4 separate regions of the Mus musculus genome follow, and regions 1, 3 and 4 are each linked to region 2. A link is a contact called in public HiChIP or PLAC-seq and promoter capture Hi-C data. All regions are on one chromosome and are shown on one strand. Each heading gives the region's core, a stretch centred on a gene start, on an enhancer-like site or on the middle of the called end of the contact. The rest is flanking DNA. Distances are from core to core; before and after follow the strand shown. Region 1 has its middle 11 kb from the start of Gm36223. Region 2 has its middle 83 kb from the start of Gm36794. Region 3 holds the start of C130026L21Rik (RIKEN cDNA C130026L21 gene). Region 4 has its middle 6.8 kb from the start of Gm36274.

What was found. Promoter capture Hi-C pulls out the DNA fragments that hold promoters and counts their contacts. HiChIP or PLAC-seq counts read pairs in DNA pulled down with a chosen protein or histone mark.
Region 1: a contact with region 2 is called in an H3K4me3 HiChIP or PLAC-seq map of embryonic basal ganglia, with 4 times the contacts expected there. The contact joins two enhancer-like sites. A contact is called at or near these places in 1 of 115 datasets of contacts at active chromatin or transcription factors (embryonic basal ganglia) and 1 of 9 other capture datasets (embryonic tail).
Region 3: a promoter capture Hi-C map of hippocampal neurons shows a contact between it and region 2, with 4 times the contacts expected there. The contact joins the promoter of C130026L21Rik here to the enhancer-like site in region 2. A contact is called at or near these places in 3 of 39 promoter capture datasets (cranial neural crest, embryonic stem cells and hippocampal neurons), 1 of 484 Hi-C or Micro-C datasets (uterus), 2 of 115 datasets of contacts at active chromatin or transcription factors (embryonic basal ganglia and embryonic forebrain) and 1 of 9 other capture datasets (embryonic stem cells).
Region 4: a contact with region 2 is called in an H3K4me3 HiChIP or PLAC-seq map of embryonic basal ganglia, with 4 times the contacts expected there. The contact joins two enhancer-like sites. A contact is called at or near these places in 1 of 484 Hi-C or Micro-C datasets (embryonic fibroblasts), 1 of 115 datasets of contacts at active chromatin or transcription factors (embryonic basal ganglia) and 1 of 9 other capture datasets (embryonic stem cells).

What each region holds. Positions count from the first base shown.
Region 1 is chr5:111,518,443-111,521,362 of GRCm38.p6, reverse strand. No RefSeq gene overlaps it. Among named protein-coding and RNA genes, the nearest start is that of Gm36223, 11 kb to the right of the region's middle. Within about 2 kb of position 1,667, at least 50 of the 459 cell types and tissues checked have an H3K27ac peak or open chromatin away from gene starts, as enhancers often do. A contact at or near this core is called in embryonic basal ganglia, where this site is marked.
Region 2 is chr5:112,028,526-112,031,429 of GRCm38.p6, reverse strand. No RefSeq gene overlaps it. Among named protein-coding and RNA genes, the nearest start is that of Gm36794, 83 kb to the right of the region's middle. Within about 2 kb of position 1,264, at least 20 of the 459 cell types and tissues checked have an H3K27ac peak or open chromatin away from gene starts, as enhancers often do. A contact at or near this core is called in embryonic basal ganglia, embryonic forebrain and hippocampal neurons, where this site is marked.
Region 3 is chr5:111,579,960-111,582,941 of GRCm38.p6, reverse strand. C130026L21Rik (RIKEN cDNA C130026L21 gene) reads right to left here and starts at 1,381. Exons shown (of 4, transcript NR_015546.2): 1 at 1,072-1,381; 2 at 646-763; 3 at 432-521.
Region 4 is chr5:111,553,739-111,556,624 of GRCm38.p6, reverse strand. No RefSeq gene overlaps it. Among named protein-coding and RNA genes, the nearest start is that of Gm36274, 6.8 kb to the left of the region's middle. Within about 2 kb of position 1,389, at least 79 of the 459 cell types and tissues checked have an H3K27ac peak or open chromatin away from gene starts, as enhancers often do. A contact at or near this core is called in embryonic basal ganglia, where this site is marked.

The sequences.
Region 1 (2,920 bases), core at 418-2,917, 510 kb after region 2:
ACATACACACTCATGTATACACATATGCATATATATGCTCACACACATACAAATACGCACATACACTTACACACATATATATGCCTACACAAACATATACATACATACACTCATGTACACACATACACACATATACATATACACATATACTTACATAGACACATACTAACCCATGTATACACATACACTTATGTACATACATATACATATATACATACAAACATTTATACATACCAACATATATACACACAAATATATACATATATACATTCACACACATATACTTACACACATATATATATACAAACACACACTCACACTTATAGTACACACTCATGCACACACATATGCATACATATATGTATATACTCACACAAATATATACTTAAACATACATGCACATACACTCATGCACACACATATACATATATACATACACACACATATACACAGACATACATGCACATACACTCACACATACATAGTTACACATACATACACATGCACTCATGCACACACATACACATATATACATACACACATATACACATATATACTCAAACATACACTCATGCACACACATACACATGCACTCATGCATACACATATATACATACAGAAACACATATACACATACATGCATATGAACACACACACACATACTTCTTGTACCATGCTGTCATCTAGAACCTAGAAGAGGAAAGAGTTTTGGTGTGTACTGAAGAGCCAAGATAGAATTCTGAGTGGATCAGAACAGAGACCAAAGAGAGTCATGTAGTCAGAAACAGGGTGCAGGTTTTAATGTGACCACCCCAAGTGACCTCAACAATCTTGCTTACAGAAGGTCTGCTGGAACAGGAATGGTGCCAGGGGCTCCTCAGTGAGCAGTAGTGTGGAAGGAGAGGACAACAAAGCATGGGCCGAAGACTGTCCTTGGGCCTCCATGTCCTCATCTGTAAAATGGGCATAGATGCAAGGCACAAAGGACATCAGGGCTGGGCCAGGTGCTAGACTCATTCCATACAGTGAAATCAGACCAGAGCAAATGGAACCAGCTTCTGGTGGTAGAGTCTACCACCCTGGGAAAACTGAGGCCCAGAGACAGAGGTTAGATGGATACAAGCTGATCTCACAAAGGAGGGAATGGCAGGCAAGCCTTCTGCTTATATTTGACAGCTGTGTCACCCCCACCAGGGGCCCCAACAGACACAAGAAGGGAGCAAGAGGTGAGGGCCACCAATGGGCCTGCAGCATCCACACCCTTAAGCTCCCCACAAGCTCAGGATGCTACTGAGAAATAGCCATGTCCCAGAGGGGGAAACAGAGGCACACATCTCAGTCACCTGCAGAGATCCCAGAGCCAAGTGTGTGACAAGGCTGGGCCTGCAGCCAGTGCTGACACTTCTGGGATCCCTCTGCAGCCGGCCCGGCCCTCTGTCACTAGCTTCCCTAGTGTCCAACTCCAGACAGTGGTGTTTCCTCCCTTCCTGCCCAGATGGTGACTGTCGCTTTGTCCTGAGGGTGTCCTCCTTTTGCTCTGCTTTCTCTGGCTTTCTTTCTTTCTTTCTCTCCCCCAGCCGCAATTGGAAGGACAGAGAAGCAATTCCCTGGATGGCAGGAGCAAACAAAAGGGGCGGCTGTCAGCTAGTCCCAGGGCCCTGCCACCCAGAGCTGGGGATATGGAAATGAGCTGGTGCATATGCAAATGAGACTCCTGGTGATTTGCATGGGGCTGCAGAATAAAGTGGAAGAAGGCGGTGGGAGGCTGTCAAGTTCTGCCAGCCCCTCCGTGGGGCCTCTTCTTGGTACTTGGCCTCTGCAGATAACCTCCCTAGGGACAGCCTCTCTGAATGCTGGTCCTTTACAGTACGAAGGATCTGGGCAGCTGTAGGGCTTCCTCCTTCCTATCTGGGTAAATAAATCGAATTTTCTGTTTATTGCCTCGTTGTGCCAACATGCTGCTGGTTGGGTGTTTTATGAAATGCAGAGAGAAGTCTGAGATGGTGCTTAGTGAAATGGTGGACCATGAGGGACACTCAGAGCAGGTGCTATAGACAGCAAATATACAGAGGAGCCTCCTCCTGCCCAGGCTGAGAATCCAAGGCAGCTTTGATGTGCTCTGGATGATGTGTGTGCAGAGTACTGGGGCAGGGGTGGGGGGAGTCAGGCTCCAAGGGCCCTCTCAGCAGGGCCTGGCTGGGTGGAGGATGGGTAAGGGGATGAAAGAGAAAAATAAATAAGGAAAAGAGCTTGAAGGATGGCTGGATGCATGGGTGCAGAGATGCTCGGATGATCAAACACCATGGCCAAAGCAACATGGGGAGCCAAGGTTTATTTGGCTTAGGCTTCCACATCACTGTTCATCCCCAAAAGCAATAACAGCAGGAACCTGGAGGCAGGAGCTGATGCAGAGGCCATGGAAGGGTGCTGCTTACTGACTTGCTCCTCATGGCTTGCTTATCCTACTTTCTGATAGAACCCAGGACTGCCAGGCCAGGACAATACTGCCCACAAGGCTGAACTCCCAGGGTTTGTCCCAGGCTCTTGACTTGAAAATGGGTCTGGCAATCCCAATCCCAAGGACCTCTCTGCTAGTAGCTCAGCGGAGACAAAGAGGAGCACAGGCTTCCTCAGCACCCTACACAAAGAGCATAAATGCCTAAGTGTGTAAGCTGGCCTTTTCTGTCAGTGAGCCAAGATCATCAGTGAGATGCCCGGAGGCTCACAGGAAAGCATGGATACTTTCTCCTTAGTGAGATAAAATACTTGACAAAGGCAACGTAAAAGAGAAAGGATGTATTTCAACTCACAGGTCCAGAGGGATACAGTGTATTGTCGCAAGGAAGGCCTGGTGGCTGGAACAGGAGGCTGGTTGGTCACATGACATCCACAGTCCAAATACACAGAGAGGAATATTGCT
Region 2 (2,904 bases), core at 15-2,514:
CAGTTGGGAGCTTCCTGGTGTGGCAGGCTCACGTCTCCTTGGGAAGTTACCATCAGTGTGGTTGGTCCTCCTGGGTCCGTGCCTGCATTCTTGACCTGTTAACAGAGGTTAAGGGGCACCCAGAGGCCACAGACCAAGCTGTCTGTTCCTTGATAGTATGAAGCCTCCGCCCTTGCATATACCTCTCAACTTCACAATCACACTGTTATGCACAACCTACATTCCTTTTTAAATGTTTGTTTGTTTGTTTGTTTGTTTGTTTTCCCAAGACAGGGTTTCTCTGTGTAGTCCTGGCTGTTCTGAAACTCACTCTGTAGACCAGGCTGGCCTCCAACTCAGAAACCCACCTGCCTCTGCCTCCCAAGTGCTGGGATTAAAAGTGTGTGCTACCACTGCCCGGCACAACCTCATTTCTTTGCATCAGATCAATCTTAGAAGCCTCCTGGTGCCACTGGAAGACTTGGGATTTGCAGTTAGACAGGTGGGGCCATTTCTGCAGACAGCTCAGCAGTGAGGAATGCTCCCTGCTCTTGCAGGGGATCTGGGTTCAACTCCCAACTCTCTCCCTCCCCATATTAGGTGGCTCACAACTGCCTGTAACTCCAGCTCCAAGGGATCTGATGCCCTCTTCCGGGAGATCTGTGCTCATGTCTACATGTGCACTGACTCACACAGAGACAATTAAAAGTAAACAAATCTAGGTCAGTGGTGGTGGCTACACCTTTAATCCTAGCTTTTGGGAAGCAGAGGTAGACAGATCTCCAAGTTCAAGGCCAGCCAGAGCTGTATTGTGAGGTCTTTCTTGTCTTGAAAAACAAGAACAAAAGAAAGCAAAACAAAAAACAGAGAAGGGGAGTGCTTGGGGGAGGACAGTTTTTCAAACAGTGTAAGATTTGTTGAGATGCAAGAGGTGTAGTGTGGGCCTGGCCAGCTAGAGTGGGCTGAAGGAAGAAGAGAAAAGCAAGCCTCCCATAGGAAGACCCTCCATTTATGCTGAATTTGAAGTAGGGCAGTGGATGCAAAAACCCTCAGCACAGTGTTTGATGTGCATTGTGTGTCCAAGAAGACACTGAAAGGAATGAAGTTTCCCAGACTGGTGGGGACCCAGAACCTCCTCCAGCCCTGTCTGAGCCTGACATGGCTCTGTCTATAGCCGTCCTCTCCTTCTGCTCCTCCGCAGTTCCGTGGCTAGGTCTCAGCCCCTGTCCTTCATCTGACGTGACAGGAGAGGGAGGGATGCAGAGCCGGGAAGAGGGACTTGAAGAAGATGGATGCTGGCACTGTTGCCATGGCAACCACGGGACGGGCAGGAGGCCCGTTGCCAGGAGTGGTCCCTGCTTTTCCTGGATTCCCAAGCCTTTCAGGGAAGGCAGGAGATGTATCAGGGACTCGAGGATACAGGCAGGCCCTGAGAGACGGATGGGGGTTAGTGATATTTTAGCAGTCTCTTCTGGATTCGTGGGAAGATCTGCTAGTCCCTGTGCTGAAAGATGGGGAAAGAGCAGAAGGAGGGGTGTGGAGAGGGCAGGTTTCCTAAGCACCTACTATAGCTGGTATGTACAGCTGGTTTCTGCACAAGAGGCATCGGGTAAAATCTATAGAGAGATTGTAGTTCAAATCCTGTCTCTGCTTCTTCCCATTTGAGTTGTCTCCTGCCTCCAGACCCTGGTGCCCTGTTTGGCAAAGCAGGTGATGTTGGATGATGCTATGTGGCTTTGCCTGTCTCAGGCTCGTGGCCCAGAGGCTTCTGGGATAGAGGCATGCCTGCTAGGCTGAGTATTGTTTGTGCCTTGCTGATATTGTCACATGGCTTGTAGGGAGGGATCCAATTTACTTCTTTATCTGTGCCTGCCTGTTTTCCTGCCTTCTGTTAATAGACATTTCTTGGTCTTTTGGAGAAGAGAGTCAGGGACTCAGGTCAGTGGTCACAGGACAGGCTGATGATAATGAAGGCTCTTACAGGTAGGACCTGCACAGTGGCAGGGCAGCTTCCTTGCCATGAACCTCACAGGAATTCCTAATAGCTCCAAGAGAGAAAGTCAAGGTTCAAAGTAGTTGCACAAGTCACCTGAGACAGCACAGTTGGCTCCTACCTGATATGGGAACTTGGAAACTGGTGGGTTTGCTAAGAATAAAGTGGTGGTGAGGTTTTTAGGGCTGGGGCCATGGGCTTGCCACAGAGCTGCTTAGTTCTTGACTCCGTTGAGTCCTGGGGATCTGAGAAGGCAGAGGCGAGCCAATCAGCAATCTCTGCAATGCTGAGGCCCGTTTCTCCCATTGCGACTGTGTCGCCATGCAGACAATTCTTAGCATAATTTCCCACTTACTGCGGGTGCCTGACGTCATATTCCCCACCCCCTGCCCCATGGTCTGCACCCCCATCCTGATAATTTTTTCTAGCTGTTTTTCTGTCTCAGGACTGACTTGAGCCAGTGAGAAGTAGGGGTGGGTCTAGCCCCATCCTGTACATGTGGACACCCGGCTCTTCTGTGTTCATGGTGTCTTCATATATCAGCTGCTCACACTGCAGCCCATGTGTCTGTACGAAGTCCTCAAGTTACTGGGAAGGAAGTAGGAAGGCACAGAGGAAGAACTCGGAAGCGGGGACAGGAAGAGAGAGAGGACCAGAAGAAGAACTCAGGGAGAAAGGAAGAGGACCAGAGGAAAAACTTTGGAGGACAGAAAGAGAGGCCCAGTGGGATTCAGCCTGGAGAGTGGGAAAGAAGAGAAGTGACCCCTTCCAATGTATACTGAAATTAAAAATAAATCTATATGTGCATGTGTGCATGCATGTGTGTATGTGTGTGTACATGTGTGTGCATATGTGGGATGTGTATGCACACAGGGTGTCAGAGGACAACTTTTAAGAGTTAGTCTTCTTTGGTGTATATCCCCAGGATGGAA
Region 3 (2,982 bases), core at 132-2,631, 450 kb after region 2:
GCATGAGTTAGTTTTTTGGTTTTTGTTTTGTTTTGTTTTTTGAGAGAGAGAGAGAGATCTGTATGACTGACTTTGACGTTTCTGCCTCTGGCAGCCATTTATTGTCTTGTGAGGTAGACAATCGTCCAACTGTCAACAAACACACATCATCAACATCACAGCTACACATCATCATCTTCGCTGCACGTGCCAGAATTCCCATGGAGAGGCTGGGAGCTCCCCCAGCTCTGAGTACCCACCACACAGGGGCAGACAATCCTCCAGTGTCCCAGATAGAGAATCTGGTGAGCTGAATGACTGGCCCCATGAGAAACTGAGACAGAAGGAAGAATCTAGAGCCTGTGGGAAGCCAGTGGGGCAAGCCACTGTTTTTTGTCCAGAGCCTCAGTTTTCCCTCTGTAGAATGGGTGTCCACCCTGATCCTGTCTTACCGAATATGATGTCCTGGTGCCATTTCCAGTAGCCCTCCTCTGGTGTCACTGCAGCTCCCTGAAGATCCTATGGGGGAACCAAATTTCTGCCTATTGGACACAGAGTAAGGCAGATAGACACAAGATACGGTTGACTTGTGAGGCCAGATATCAGAAGAACCATCCCAGCCTCTGCCTCCCTCTTCTGGGTAGCTGCAGCCACTTCAGGACCCACCAGAGACGGATGCAGAGGCCTCCACCCACAGAAACTGCACGAGCTAATACCGAGTTATCGCTGCTTCCCGGTAACGAGTCTCAAGTCTCGGGGCTGTTTGTTTCACAGTTACAGACAGCTGACACACAGAGAGAAATGGATAGAAACACACCAAAATACGATCATCAATCCTTGGTATTTACTGTTCCTGGGTGCCAGCCAGACTCTGCTCATGATTTCTGCTCATTCCCTGGGTACACACCAACATAGAGTTGCTTCACAGATGAGCAAAGTGTGCCCAGAAACAGGGAGCTACTTGCCCAAGGGCACACAGCCTGATAGGGATGTTAGCAGGTCTATCAGTCTCTGAATTGCAGCACACTCTGCATTCCAAGCGAGGATATGGACTCCCCGCCACCACCACCCCCGCCCCCGCATTAGTGTTACCTTCTAATGGGGTGTTTTTCCCTGTGGGGAAGACATAAATGTCCGTGTGTCGGCAATCCTTCGGGGCAAGTCAGCAGAGACCTCAGCATCAGGGACTTCTCGGATGGTAGCAGGGAGCCACGTGCTGGAGAAAAGCCCAGACCCTGGAGGGAATCTCAGGAACTTAGCAAGGATGGCTGGGCTGCTGTCTGCCGGAGCCGCAGGGGTTAAAGAGAAAGGCTGGTTTGAAGAAATTCTCTAAGCTGGTGTTAGATCAGGAGGAGAAGGCAAAACGCTTGTAAATTCCACCCGGGGAATTGGGCCCCGAATCGGCTCACCTTTCGTGGACACCCCCGCAGCCCCCGCCCCGCCTGAGAGGACAGCTGACCTTTGGAGGGAAATAATGAAAAGAAGAAATTCCTTGGAGAAAATAATGTGTCCGGGCCTCAGTAATGAGATCGGCTCCTTTCATGTTGCCATGGCGACGGCAGTCATCTTATAATACAAACCCATGAATGGTCCGGGCGGGCAGCCTCACAGCCGAGGGGCCAGGGAGGGGGTTAGCCTCTTGCAGGCTGGGGTCAGGGGCCACCGGGCCTCATTTCCCCGAGATGCAGCCTGGCTCCGGGGTCTCCGGGGCTGGGGGCTTGGGCCTAGCTGACAGTTGCACCACAGCCCTGGGTTCACGGGAACTTTGCAGCCTGATGCTGGCGGCACCTTCTTGGCTAAGCAGCCGCTGCAACCCACATGCGGGGTTACTCTGCAGCTGCTGCCTAAGGGAGACACGGGAGCTTCACTGTCAGATCAGGAAACTGAGGCACAGGTCGCAAAATGAGCTCCTCCTGGTTCAGTTCTTAGGCCACAGCTATGTGTGGTCCAGACCACTGTTGGGCCGGGACCTCTCGGCAGCAGGGAAGTGGTTAGAGGCTGAAAAGATGCTCCTCTCAGACTGACAGGACTATGGAGGACCACCTGTGTGTGAAAACACACTGGGCTGGGCTAGCCTGGTGGCAGAGCACCATGTGACACTCATAAAACCCTGGGTTCCATCGCCCAGAGCCTCCCTATGATTGACATCTGACAAGTTACAGCTGCCGTTTGTCAGTGGAATGGGGCTGGAGAGCTCAGTGGTCACATAGATTTTTTTTTTTCTTGCAAGCATGAGAAGGCAGAATGGATGCCCAGAACCCAGGCAGGACCCAACGCAAGAACAAGGATTTGCCAGCCCAGGGATCTTGCCCAGTGATGGGAGGCAGAGACAGGAGGGTCCCTGGAAGTTCTATGGCCAGCTAGCTAGAGTACACACAGCACATAAGAGGACCTGTTAAAATAAGGTTGAGGGTGAGGATTGAGACCTGAGGTTGTCCACTGATCTCCACACCTATGCCACAGCACACTTACACACGTGAACACACACATCACACTCATATACATACATACATACATACATACATACATACATGTACGCAAATGTTTAAAGTGTGTGCATGTATGTAACAGCAGGAAGGATGGTGCACAGGGAAAAGTCTCTGTTAGAACTAAACCAAAGTACAGTGTAAGCCTCAGCAGCGTGGTGCCCACACCCCTGCGCTGCCCTGCACTTTGCGTGGGCGGTGCTCTTCCTTTAGGGTTGAGGGTACTCTGCCTAGATGGGTTATTGCAGCTCAAGGACACTGCGGGAGACAGAGAACACTGTCTGAAAGCAGACTCACGGGACACACAGGTGAGGCAGGGGGTCTTCAGGAGGGAGGCCTAGAGGAGAGTGGCAAGAGAGGAATGGATGCAACAAGGAGAAGAAGGGAGGAATCAGAGAGGAAAGAGGAGAGGGAGGAGGAAGGGGAGGAGGGAGAAGAGGAGGGAGGAGGGGAAGAGGGGGAGGAGGGGGAAGAGGAGGGGAAGAATTGGGATAGGAGGGAGAAGAGGGGAAAGAGG
Region 4 (2,886 bases), core at 140-2,639, 470 kb after region 2:
CAGATTCCCACCTCGGTGCTGTGGGGTCAGACAAGAGCCCAGGAGAGCTGCCTGCACTGAAGACCTCCTTGAGTGCACAGGGAAGGTACTAGGTACATGGAGTTCCCACCCCACCATATCCAGCTAGTACTAGTTAGTGCTGAGCTTTTGGAGATGGGTGTGAGCTAGGCTCAGTTTCCTAAGGTGCCCCCCCACGCCTCCATTTTTTCCTGAAGTACGGTCTCTGGTCTCTTTGAGATCTGTAAGCCTAGCACCCCCAACAGAGAGAAGGCCCCTCTACTACTGAAGTCAGAGTTACAGGTTCAGACAATCACCCTCTCCCTCCCTCCCCAGTCTCTCTCTCTCTCTCTCTCTCTCTCTCTTTCTCTCTCTCGCTCACTCGCTCTCGCTTGCTCTCGCTCTCTTTCTCCCATGTTTATTTTTTTAATTCCAGGATGTTTGGTTTGGCCTGGCTCCAACTCACGGTGTTTTCACTAGGCCATCTCAGATTCCTCCAGCCTGGTCCCAGTTTTTCCTGTAGTGGGTGGGGTGGGGGGAGGAATGAGACCTCTGTCTTGGGGTTGAAGAAGAACCTGGGTCTTGGAGCCAGACTGCTCTGGGTGCAAATGCGGCTCCAACTCCAGGCTGCGCATTCTGTGCCTGGTGCTGTTCCAGCCTCTGAGAAGCTACATCTGAGAGCTTACTGGGCTCCTCACAGGGAATATAGAGCTGCTGAGACAGGACACAGGAGAAAACAGAGGAGGGGCCAGAAATCTCTAGAAAAGTAAGTTCTGCCGAGCCAGCAAGGTCCCCACAGGACTAGAACAGGACACAGTGCCTGTTTCACCAGGCTGAGGTCTCTGCATCCATCTCCAGCACTGCAAATGTTTCACTAAAACCCAGGCAAGGTACAGCCCTATGAAGGCTGAAGAAGCAAGATTACTGTGTGTTAGAGGATGCCTTCACCCTACATATGGGGAAACTGAGGCCCAGAGAGGCCATCAAGCTGCTAAGTAACCCTGATGTAACTTGAGCCCACCCTTGTTCCAGATCCTAGGCTGTACCCCCTCCTCCCTCTCCTCCCTTTTCCCCTACCTTCCTCTCCTTCCCTAGCTTCCAGGGAGGAGTGACCTACAATACCCAGGTCACCTGCTGAGCTTCATCACGTGTGTAAAAGTAGCAGCCAGCATGTCAAACTGCTTTCAGAGCTGGGGCTGCCCCCATAATGGCTTTCTGCAAGGAGGACGGGGGGGGGGGGGGGCTGGGGGGGCTGGGGGGGCGGCTCGGGCCTCAGGACCCAGGGGGAAAAAATGAGGCTCTTTGCCCAAGGTTGCCCAGACCAGGGAGAGACGCTACAGAGGCTGAGCCCCAGCAGCCCTGTCTGGGGCTGGACCCCTCTGCAGCCCCATTCTGGGCCCCAACCCTGCCCGCTCTTCCTCTGGACAATGTAGCCTTTCAGGGCCAGACAAAGGCGAGTTTAAAAGGCGAGAATTGTGTTTCCATGGCTGAGGGGCGGGGGGGCCGCCGGCGGGGAGGGCCCAGCAGCGCAAACCGTGGTGTATTTATGCCCGTCTGACACAACACAATTTGATTTTCCACATAAAAGATCAAATAATATTTCGGTTACAGTTAATTACGCAGCCCAAAAGCCCATCAAAGGCCCCTCTGCATCCACCCAGCCCTTGCTCTGTGGCTCCGCGTGCGCCCAGATTTCACGGATTGCTTCTCAGAGTCTGCACCCCTGCAGCTCCCCGTTCACAGGGGCCAAGGGGGCCGCTCCAGAGACTACCCAGAGAGTCCCCATCTCTGCACACGAGGCCTGATCTCCCCACCAAAATAACAGCCAAAACATCTTACAAGGCAGCAAGCCTTCCCGTGCCCCACAAGCCCCATCTCCCTGTGCTATTAGAGGAAATGGGGTCCAAGGAGGACAAGGGAGCTTATGGAGCCTGCTGCTGTGGCACAGCTACTGAAACTAGGCTGACATGCCACGTCTTAGTTGACCGACTTCTCTGTTTGAAGTGGAACTGCAAACTCCCAACCGTGTTTGTTGAGTGAACAAATAACTTGATGAAGGACTGACCAAGGGAGAGGATGACTATGAGGGAGGAAGGGAGAGAAACCGGAAGGGAGGGCGTGGGGTGGGGGAGGGGAGGGGGAGCTAGGCTCTACCCTGGTGATGGCAGCAGTGCTGAGGGCCTGCACCAGCGTAGCATCTTTTATCTTTTTCTCATGGACTTCCCTCAAGCTGACAGGAAACAGTGTTCATACCCGAGAGCCCTGAGGGCCCGGTTTAAGCAAAGGGTCCCCTCAGAACCTCAGCTCATTCTGTGCGGCATCGTGAACAATTCTCTCAGTGAACACTTGAGAAAACTCTAGAAAGACAGGAACTGAGGCGGACAGACTCTTAATCGGGATCTTCACAAGATAAATTCACCAACCCAGACAACAATGGACTCTCAGAATCAACCCAGAGCAAGAATTCGTGCTGGCATCTTGCCCAGATCTCCCAAAAAGCCCAGAGAGGGTATGCATTCGGCCAAAGATCACACAGCAGCTGGGCAGACTGGCTTTCCTGAGGTTGGATGCCCTCTGGTGTCCATCCCAGGGTAGCATCGTTCTGCCTTTTACAGGTTCTGTGTGGGGGGGCTGGGGAGCACTTAAGTTCCAAAGGTTTGTTAGAGCTGAAGACTCAGCTGGTATGTGCCCACACTCACCTTGCATCAGCCTGCGGATCCCCACACACACAGCCTACCTTGGAGATTCTCCAAGCACCCTAAGAAGGGTGCTCCTCCTGCAACAAGAAAAAGGAGTACTTAGAAACTTGGAAACTCCCCAAGAGGAAGCAACCTGCTCATACCCCAGTCTGCAGATGGAGGAAGGGTCATACAGAACAGGCCACTTCCT